Regions from separate parts of the Mus musculus genome. Here region 2 is linked to region 1. The links are chromatin contacts, called in public promoter capture Hi-C maps. All regions are on one chromosome and are shown on one strand. Each heading gives the region's core, a stretch centred on a gene start, on an enhancer-like site or on the middle of the called end of the contact. The rest is flanking DNA. Distances are from core to core; before and after follow the strand shown.

Region 1 (5,435 bases), core at 2,793-5,292:
TAAAGTATTAGCATAGTATTATGATAGCTGTGGACATAGAAACTATTCCTATGGTTTTAAAGGCTCTTTATGAAATTTAGTTATCCTTAAAATGAAGTACTTTTAGGTAGTGAATAAAAAATGTATACTGACCCTCCAAATAGAAATGTCAAAAATGTCATTAAGAATTTTGTCAGAAAACAAGAATTCTCCATTCTAGAACACTTTACACTTTTTTATTTTTATTTTATTTTATTTTATTTTATTTAGGATTTTTCGAGACAGGGTTTCTCTGTGTAGTCCTGGCGGTCCTGGAACTCACTCTGTAGCCCAGGCTGGCCTTGAACTCAGAAATCTGCCTGCCTCTGCCTCTCAAGTGCTGGGATTAAAGGCATGTGTCACCACTGCCCAGCCTAGAGCACTTTTAATAAAAGACATAAGAATTGTCTTTTCAGCTTGACTACTCTCATTTCATTTATACCAAATTGGGCAAATCTCCAAGAACTGTTGAGAACAAATGATAGCCAAAATTAGGAATCTCCTCTATTTTCTGAGGGTACTCAACTATTTCTATAGACTGTCACCTCTTAAAGTCCAAAGAAAAATGAATATATACAACTGTTATAGGTTTCCTATAATCAAATGTCTTGTCACCATTGCAAGCTTGTCATCTAAATTCCAACCAACCTTTCCCCCACTTCCAGGATCTTCTCTCTCCCATATCCCATATCTGAATGGGGACATGAGTAATCTCAGTTATTAAGCAAGAAACCCAACAATCATTCTTGCTTCAGGTTCTATTGATTCTTCTTCCTGATGGGCCTTGCTTTATGGGCACCTGAACAAAATCTAAACTTCTAGTTGCATCATCAAAGATTTGAGGCACCTGTGACTCAGCTCCAAAAAAGACGCTCATTATCTTCTAGGCATTTCCACATGTTACATGAATGCTTTGAACTAAGTTAATTATAAAATGAACTTGCTTTCGAACAGTAAAATAATCTGGGGAGCTATTAGTGTGAGTTTAAATATTCTACTAAAATGCTATCTGAAAGTTTGGTGACAGTATTTGAACTCTGGTTTGGTCTCAACTGTAGTATTTGTTGAACCCTTTGATAAAGAGACTAGTGAGTTCATAAATATTCAAGTAGATGTCACGGGCTTTCTCTTCTACTTTGTTTGGCAAAGTAGCAATTGTTGTAGAGATGGTGAGATCCAGGAGTACTGCTTAATTTTACTTCTAGATAGATGAAATAAATTCTAAGTAGTGTTTCTCTAATCTTAAAACTATTTTTTAACCATCTTTAACCAACTAAAATTTGTTTAAAACAATTTCAAACTGTTGGTATTTTGATTTTTTTTCACATGTTAACAGATTTTATACATGTGCACAATATACACAGTAACCAAGAGGAGGCATTAATTTTTTTTAATGTTAATCTTAGCCTGAAAATATCTGAAGAATAAGACTTTCTAAGATGTTATTGATCTTTGTTCTGGCTTTTGAGTTGGCTGCTTTTGTTGGTTAACCAAGAATTAAATGATGATCATGTTAAATATGCACACGGCACTAGGTGTTCACTTAGTTCCTCAAGGAAGTCCAATGGATTAAATATCTGCTGCAAGTTGGGGGTGGGGGTAGATTCTAATAAGTGCATTTATCTCTGATTAAAGTATCTTAATCTAACTTATATTTAATGGCATGGACATAAGATAAACTATGACAAATGTTTTAAATCTTTGAATTTTCAGAAGGAGTCAATAAATAGTATTAAATATATGAATGAATGGGAAACATCTACAGTTAGTAAGACATCATAATTAACATGCAATACCTTTATCTGAAGTCAAATTTATTCTTCCCACCCTGGTAATTTACAGCTAAAAGCAAAACAAAACAAAACAAAACAATCCAACCCACTACGGCTTTTGGTAAAACCTGGAAAGTCCTGGAGAGTGTTTTTACGTTTGGACCCCCCAGCCCCAGCCCCCCCCCCCCCCACCTCTTTTCCTAAGTATCAGGGGAAGTTGGTGTTGGAGTTTACATACATGCTCATGAGGACCGGGTAAGTCAGTGGCCCAAGCTTTCAAGCTTTCAGTTTTGGAAACACAACCTTTTAGTTTTGAGAACATATGAATATCACAGGCACTAGTTTTAAAATATTAAGCATACTCCAAGAATAGAGGCTACTATTGTTTAGTTAAGAAATTAATATTGGTGTTTCTGTTTTTAAGTTATGGGTCTTGCTGGAATTCCACTACAGAAGTACCACAAACACGAAATGAGTGAAGCACGGTCATGCTTTTTGGGATCACTCTACAGTATCTGAAAGTTGTACACTAGGGTCTTACTTTTTTACTCGGGGGTGGGGGTCAGGCATTTTGGGAGGGTTTTCCTCTGGATTATTTTGAGGAAAACAATGCTTGTGAACAGAATATTTGTGAGCAGAGTATCAATCCCTGCTCACTTGGGCCGGCTATTTTAGAAATAGTTTCCACTTCAAGAGTCCAAAAGCAGAACTCAAAGGAATTTGAAACCTTGTTTCAACCATGTACCAGTAAATCTTTTGTTTACTGGTTTTGTTCTGTAGCTTTCAGGTCTAGAAATGCGGGCAGTTTTGAAAGATGACCTCGAGCTCTTCCCTAAATTGACTTGAGCAGAATTCGTACTCCTTTCTTTCTCAATTTCAGCACATTTCTAGTAATAGGAAGAAATAAAACCTAATCCATACCCTACATGATTAAACACTTCATGTTCAAAGAAAAAAAGCTCAATAATGCCTATAGTAATGCTTATAATGTGAATAGTAAAAATGCCAATTACAGACTGACTGCACCCAGATGCTATGAGCAACCTCCTTTAAAAGGAAGCAACTAACACAGAAAAGCCATTCCCCACTTTTGGTAACTCCCTTAGAAAAATCAGGAGGAACTTCTAGTAGAAACAGAGTGGAAAGGCAGTTTTCTGTCTGAACGCTTAGGGAGGGAGAGACAGTTAAAAATATTCACCAAAGACACAAGTAACCTAGCAACTAACTTCGGACAAATACAGTCTATCTACACTCCTCTGTATTAATTTAAAAGAAAATGTAGGCCAATAAGGAAACATCGCTTCGAATGCCTCAAATTCAAAGCAATAGTCCAGTACTCTAAACAGCTGTATAAATTCTTGAGTCCGATACTGTCTCATTCTTAAACCCTACAGTACATGGCACTTGGCTGTGTCTCAACTAATTCTGGTCAAACTGGACACTGGTAAATCTTCCCCAGTTGTTGTTGGCGGCGTATTGAGTCAAGGGCTGGTTAAGTTTAAAAAAAAAAAAAAAAAAAAATCTGTCTAGCTCATCTGCTAAGGGAGGGCAGTACTGAATCAACTTTTGTAATCCCCAACGTGCTTGGGCCGTGATTTGTAAGTGATCAAGTCCCTGGCTAGCCTGCACTGCTTCCGCTTGTGCAGTCATCTTCTTCCCCTCGCACTAAAACAATACCTTGGCCACCAGCCAAACTTTGAGCAGCAAGCGACTCTGCTGTTTATGGCCTGGAATGGGTGCTGAAATACCCAACCAAGGACGCTCTAGGCCCTCTGGGAGGCCTAAAGGAAGAGAGGTGGCCCTGGCTTTAAAACACTCCTATCCTCCGCCCCCTCCCTTTTGTCTCAGACACCAAAACAAACGAGCTGATACACGTGTCCCTATGACTCTTGTTTACTATCAAGACTGCGTTGTGCGCGTACCTCTGGGATATGTAGTTCAGTCAGCTCCTCCCCCCCGGTAATTTCCTCAGCTAAGGAGCAAGGCTGAGACTACTAACCCACAATCCACTTCGATAGCAAAGTTTGGCTCCCGTCCCCCGTGTCTCGGCAGCAATCCAATCCAAAGCGCTTTCTGTAGTGATTGACAAGCCACCTTCTCCAGTAAACACAAGAGAAAAGTCAATACATGCCCGCCCACCGAGACGGACTACGGCACTTTCCAATGGAAAGGCGGAACCTTAGAGTGGCAGTTCTTCAGACCAATTAAAGACGAGAAAGGTGGACGAAGGCTCAGCCCCCCGGGGGCTTCAGGGGAGGGGGAAGACGAAGCTTGAAAGACTTGGTAATGGCGACGGGTTTGGTAAGTAGGAAAGTTTCGGCTGAGGAGTAAACGCGGCGGTGGGAGTCGCGGCGCGCCACAGAGAGGTGGGCAGCCGTCGGGAAACGCGCAGGCAAGCAGCTGGCGACGCTGTCGCGACAGACGGCCTGCGTCCTGACTCTGTGTGGTCGCGGGGTTTCTGAGGGGTGGGGGGTGGGCAAGGGAGGGGCTGGAGCTTCGGGGCCGGGCAGCGGCCGCGAGAGCGGAGACCCTTGGGACTCTGGGCACTGGATCCCCTGCGCGGAACCCGCCGTCCGGGCCTCCCGGGAGCTCTCCGAGCCTGGACGGCCGCGGCTCCCAGGACTCGGGGTGGTGGGGGTGGCGGAGCTCGGGGCTCGGTGGCGCTCGCGGTGGGGGCCGGCGGGGAAGGGGCCGGGGCAGGGGAGGGGCCTGGCGCTCCGGAGGGCTCCGGAAAGTTTGCCTCGCCACTCCCCGCTGCGGGGGCCGAGGGCGGACGCCGGCCGCGAGCTCCAGCGGGCCGGGGGCTCCGGGGAGGCGAAGCTGCCTCCGGGGCCCGGGCCGGGCGGGGGAGCTCGCGGAGCCGTCGGGCCCGGGGCTCATTGTTACGCAGTTCGAATGAATGGGCTCCGAGGCGCCTGCGCGGTGCGCGGTGGGGCTGCGCTAAGGGGGAAAAACAAGCCTGGCGTCCAGGCTGCGGTCACATGATGGGGGGGAGGGGAGGAAGCGATGAATGGCGAAAGAGGTGGGGGTGGACTTGGCCGGCTCCGGGAGGCGCTGCTCGGCCTGACCCGGCGACTAGGCCCGCGGGCGAGGCCCGGCTCCTCCCTCTGCAGGCCGATTTAAACAAAACAAAAAGGAGTTGGGGCGCAGCCGGCTTCCCGAGCCTCGCTTTCGCGTGCTCCCGGCGCTGAGCGCTCCGGAGTTCACTCCCTGGGACTTCTCAGCCGGCGAAGGCACTGACAGCTGGGCGGGACACGGTTCCTGGCACTTTGTACCTGCTGGGGGGGACTCAGTTGGGCTTAAGGGAGCTTTATTCTCTAGGGAGAGGGGCGGGGGTTTAGGATGGGTTACAGTCGAAGAATGATTTTAGCAATTATAAATACTTAAGTAGTTACAGCGGTGATTTGGAGCCGTAATTTTGTGTTTTGGTTCCGGTGTTTCACCTCTCCCTTTAACCCCAGCTTTGTCGAACCAAGAGTATTGGGGGAAGTGGAGTTACATTGAAAAAAGAAAACTTAAGACAAGTTTTCGAGATACCTTAGGCTTTTGAACATTACTTCAACTCGACTAGTAAATTTCAGAACCTTTTTAAATTTTTTTCTATTATAGCTCCCAGTTTAGTTTTATAAACCTATTTATCTTTTC
Region 2 (5,406 bases), core at 1,426-3,925, 3.6 Mb before region 1:
CCTTTCTCCCCTAACTTACATGGCACTCAACCCCAAACTGTTGGATCACCTGGAAGACCTTATTAAAGGACTCAGTAAAGACATTCTGTGCAAGTCCCCCCATTTCAGAAAAAAAAAAAATCATACTTAGGCTAATAATATTGGTGCTTAGACTGGCTTTGAACTTGTAGACTCCTTCCTGACTCAGCACACTATGTGCCGGGATTGCAGGTGGGAACCATGAAGCCCTATAGAAGCTATGGGGGACTTTACAAAGCAAAGCCCCTCAAGAACTGCTCTCGTTGTTAGCAAGTCCACCACAGCCCTGATCTCATTTCTGCTTGGGCACTTTCTCTGCTTTTCTATAAGTATCTATTGTTACTTATCACCTTTGTCTTTTTTTTTCCTCACAAAGTCAATGACCTCTTCATCTTTTGTAAAGAAGTAGAACAACCCCACTCATCACTCCCATTAAATCAACACTACATTATTATTAATTAGTAATTAACAATGGGGCCTCGCAAAATAGTTCACACTAGTCAGTGAATCTTTGTTCTCTTTTCTCGGCCTTCCTTGTTGAAATAACGGGGCCATTTTTCACCTTCCACTCCACCGGTGGACCCAGCTCTCGGGGTGGGGGGTGGGGGGTGGGGAGTGGGGGTGGGGCTCTTGAGCTTTCCAGGTTTTAGTCCTGGCAGTTCTTTTGCAGTACCCACAGGGCATCACCACACTCTCTTTTTTGTCCAATAGCAAACAGCTTCTCGATCACAGTTCCAGTTTCTACCTCACAGGTTGCCCCATTTACCATCTTTCCTTAGATGTCCTAAATCTATTTCAAACCTAAGAAGCATGAGGCCAGCTTTATAATTTCTTTCTGGTGATTCATGCCATTGTTACCCAGCTGGAAACATAGTTGAGAAAACTATCAATTTTAACTCTTAAATTTGTTTCTAATATTAGCACACAAAGCGATGGGCTTAATGAAATGTATGAATTACCATGCTCCCATTCTGCTGGACGCCCCCCCCCCATTCCTTCCCCCACTCCTGCTGCTCTGCTTGCTCCCACAGGATCCCCTCTTCTCCTTCTGTGTCATGTGTATTCTCCTGCCCTTTCTCTTCTCACCTCCAACCCAAGAGCTCCTTTTTCCACTCTCATGATCGCTTTCCTAGTTTCAACATGTGTAAAAATCAAAATCTAGAGCATACATCTAGAGAAAACATGGTATTTGCCTTCTGTGTCTGCCATGCTTAACACGGCAGCCTCCAGTTCCACTTGTTTACCTGCAAATGCCATGATTTCAGTTTTATTCAGAGTCCCATAAAATGCCATTGTGTAGACGCACTACATTTTATTTATCCATCCATAGGTTGATGTGAATCTAGTCTGGGTCCACTTCTCACTTGTTTTGAATGAAGGGCTATCAGGTATGTGCGCAGGAGAATAGCAGGTCATCTTGTGGATCTGTTTTTAATTTGTTGAGAAACTCTATACAGAGTTCCACAGTGGCTGGACCAGTTTACAACCACCCACAGTGATGCGGGTTCTTCTTCCTCCACAGCCTGGGCACCATTTGTTGTTCTTAGTTTTCTCGCTATCCTTTTCCTTGCTGTTGTGTATCCTCTCTTCTGATCTCTTTCTCAAATCTATAAAACACATCAGACTTCATCTCTATCTCTTCATGTCCAGCATCACCTACCTGACTCCCAAAATTCACTTCTCTGCCTCTATTCTTTGGTGGTTAACAGCGACCTTCCCTCTTCCTTTATCATCTCTGCTGTCTCTTTTCTCTCATCCCCATGGCTGTGCCATTGGTCTTGCAGCTGGTCGATTTCATCAATTTCCCAGCGATTCTCTCTTCCATCTGTTTTGTTCCTGAGTAACAGAATTTCCACCTTTTCCCACAGTGACTTTCCCAAGAAAGATGGAACATCATCTTCCAAATTACGCCTTTAAAAGCTCTCTGTTGTCTGCAGAATGAGACCCAATTTCTTCATTAAATCTTTATGATTTGTTCCTAGATTATCTTTTTTTTTTTTTTTCTTTTTCCTCCCATCAGCTCTACCGTACTACTAACAGAAACTCAGGTCTCTGGTCATAGTCTCAGTACCTACCCTCCAATTTCTCATGCTCTCAGCACTCCTGTGCTTCTTTCCTTCTCATCTTCCTGAAGTCTGATGGAGGAAACGATGTTTTATTGTCTTCTGTAGACATAAAATAAATGTGGGAGGGAAAAGGATTATAAAACTCGTAGCCTTCAAGACAACTAACTTTGCAGGGCATTTTTGAAGTTTTCCCCTTAGAATGCTCTCCAGTCGCAGTTATTTATCTACCAGCTCAATGTAAAATCTTTGTCAAAAATTAGATGACTCAACTCTAGGATGAGCTAAGCTCTTTGCCTGGTAAATCTTGATGTCTGGGTTACAAGGAATTTGCCTAGGCATAATGTGGCCTCACACCCCTTTTGAGGCTGGAAAACAGGTACTGGGCGAACACCACCCCACCCCCAGAACCTCGGACTGCAAGAAGTGTTGGGAGTCACTACGTCCTGCGTCATCACGTGCTGCGAAGAGGGTGGGGCCCTCCTGGGAACCGTGAGGGGCGGGGCCGAGCAGGTGGGGCGGGGCTGGAGCCCGGGGCGGAGCTGCGCGGGGTCGCGGCTGCGGAGGAGCGGGCTCGCGGCGGGCGGCAGCGTGTGTGTGCGCTCCCTTTGACGCTCGGTGCCCCACGCGTGTCCCGGAGAGGCTCAGCCCGGAGCGACCCGGAGGACGAACTGGTGGACGGACTCGGGGGTGGCTGCCAGGCAGGGTTGTGAGCGACGCCGCGGCACAGCGCGGGAGCCGGGAAGCCCTAGAGCACTGCGGCCCCTCCTGACCCTCGGGACCGGGCGCGGCTAGCGTGCGGGTTTCTCCTCCGCGGCCAGCTCGGGCAGCCCGAGTCTCCTCTGTCGCCCGCACCTGCGCGTCGCGGTCGTCCCGCCCTCGGCGGCGGCTCACCTGGGCGCAGCGCGGGCAGGGCGCCGCCTCCGGGACGCAGGTGGAGCGGGCAGGGCGCGGGCACCATGAGCAGCGGCGCCAACATCACCTATGCCAGCCGCAAGCGGCGCAAGCCGGTGCAGAAAACGTGAGTGACGGCGGGCAGGCGCGCTCCGAGGGTGCGGGAGGTCCCCACGCGTGCCGCCATCCAGGAGCTGAGTCTCAACCAATGCGTTAAAAAAAAAAAAATCCTGCTTTCAGGCACCTGCACCTTTACTGCTCAGCGACCTTCCCTGGCTGGTTCGTTGACAGCTCTGACCTACCTAGTGCCGCTCTAGCTTAGTTAGTTAAGCTTGCCTGGAAATCCTCCACTCTAGATCTCCGCTGCCGTGAGCTTTAGGGGACACGGAGGATAAGTAGACAGCTCACTGAGGTGAGATGTTGGGCAGAGCTAAACACGTGTTGTCTTGAAGGAGGGGACCTGTGCCTTTGAAGGAATGTCTTTCTGTTCTTAGCGCCTAGCTTTCTGTTTTGCTCTCTCATTTACTTCCTAGGCAGCAGTTCTGCAGGGCTCGGTGTAGGCGCAGAATTGATAGCAGGTTGGAGTGTGCAGTGGACAGGTGCCCTGGCAGCTTGGTGGCATTCTTAGCCACTCTTTGGTGCAGTTTTCTTCCTCCTTTTGGAGTGCTTTTGGGTCTGTAAAATTTTAAATCATTAAGAAGAGGAAAAAGAACTAGACTGACTTCTAAGTTATTTCTACTCTCTACCTGTAGTTCATTTCCCCTTGCTTTTTTTTTTTTTTTTTTTTTTTTTTTTTTTTTTTTTTTGCCAATTCTGACAGAGATTACAGGCTTTGGTCTTTATTTCCATGGGCTATTTGTATGAGATGGGAGATTTTTTTTCCCCCCTCAGAAAAGAGATTCATGATTGAGACAGGGTTCCATTTAGGAGTTGTCTGTATTGATGCATTCATTCATAATTACCTTGGAGTTTCCACATCTCACCATTTGTTATTTTTTTAAAAAAATAAATTATTTTAGGAACACTTTCAGGCAATCAGTAGTGTGTGTTTTGCTTGAAACATGACAGCTATCACCAAGTGAACCAAAAAAAGAAAACAAAAACAACAAAAAAACCAACTTAAGATTTATACACTGTTTACAAATAGTTACTAGCTTAGAAGTTGGGTTATTTGTGGATTTTAATTCCCCTTAAGAATTTCAACTGTCCTAGTTCCTCAAATCTTGACTTACAAATTAATATTGAGAGGAGATGTCCATGTGTAAATAGTTTGATCAGAATTTGGAAGTTTTATGGTTGGTACACTTTAAAGGACGCAAATGTCGTTGACTCAGCAGTTTTCTACCCCGGCAGTTCTTTGGACCCTGGCTTTCAGTGCTTTAGTATTTTGTAGGACGGTTTCTTTTTGTTAAAACATGTTTGCTCAATTTGACTTTGTTCCTGGCAGTTACAGTTTCCGAGGCTTTCAAGTGCTTGTTCCCTGTTTTCATTAATAGTAATACTAACTCAGTATGAGATGAAAAATCTCAGGTATTATGTACATGGGCATAAAACTTGGAGCTCCGCTTGAGTGTCTAAGTCTAAGTAACTGATTTTCCTTATGTTATTTAAGGACATAAACTGCTTTCTATACAAAGGTCACCATCTTAAATGTTATTCATTATAACGGCGAGTGCTCTTAGTTTCTAGTTAATATAGAGAGCTTCCTTTTTAACACGACAACACTTCCTTTTAGATTAAGTTACACCTTTTATTATATTGTCTCACTATTTGCATTTGATAATTTCGGACAACTAAACTGTTGTCCCCACGAACTTATATTTTATTTTATTTGGTCCTTGACTTCTGTTTATCAGATCTGTACTGAACACCTTTAATCAACTCTGAGCCTTCAAATGCCTTAAAGGTCACCAGCTTGCTTTGTCGAAGACTTTAGTGCTGGCACTTAGGTCCTTTAGTGAAAGTACTTACGTTGTCCCCCCTGAACAGAAAATAGTGAGCTGTATAATCACATAATCAAAGTTCACCCTTAACAACCAGGTCACCAAGCTTTAGTATGAGTCTTTAAGTTAAACTACTTAGCCTGTGTGCAATGAGGCCCCAAATACCTCAATTTCAGGAAAAAACACAAGTGTTGACTGTGCTTTCTAATTTAATTAACTTGTACCCTTTAAGGTATAGCTGTTTTATACGGAGCATACCCATTGTAATTCTAGTGTCGAAAAATGTCATATTTAAATATACAGTTCCGTGAAAATTTGGAGTAAAGTGGGTGACATGATTTTAACCCGAAGTTCTTTCAGTCTTCAAATGAGGATCTAGATGCAAAATAAGCCCCCTCTAGTGGCCGGTCCCACCATGACAGTTATCTGTAGAAGGAAATCAGTTTGAAATGTGTTCAATTCCATCCAAGGACAGTGTTTTGTATACA

The links. Promoter capture Hi-C pulls out the DNA fragments that hold promoters and counts their contacts.
Region 2: a promoter capture Hi-C map of liver shows a contact between it and region 1, with 7 times the contacts expected there. The contact joins the promoter of Ahr here to the promoter of Hbp1 in region 1. A contact is called at or near these places in 2 of 39 promoter capture datasets (both in liver).

Annotation. Positions count from the first base shown.
Region 1 is chr12:31,948,852-31,954,286 of GRCm38.p6, reverse strand. Hbp1 (high mobility group box transcription factor 1) reads left to right here and starts at 4,042. Exons shown (of 11, transcript NM_153198.3): 1 at 4,042-4,091. The coding sequence starts at 4,077.
Region 2 is chr12:35,532,258-35,537,663 of GRCm38.p6, reverse strand. Ahr (aryl-hydrocarbon receptor) reads left to right here and starts at 2,675. Exons shown (of 11, transcript NM_013464.4): 1 at 2,675-3,102. The coding sequence starts at 3,041.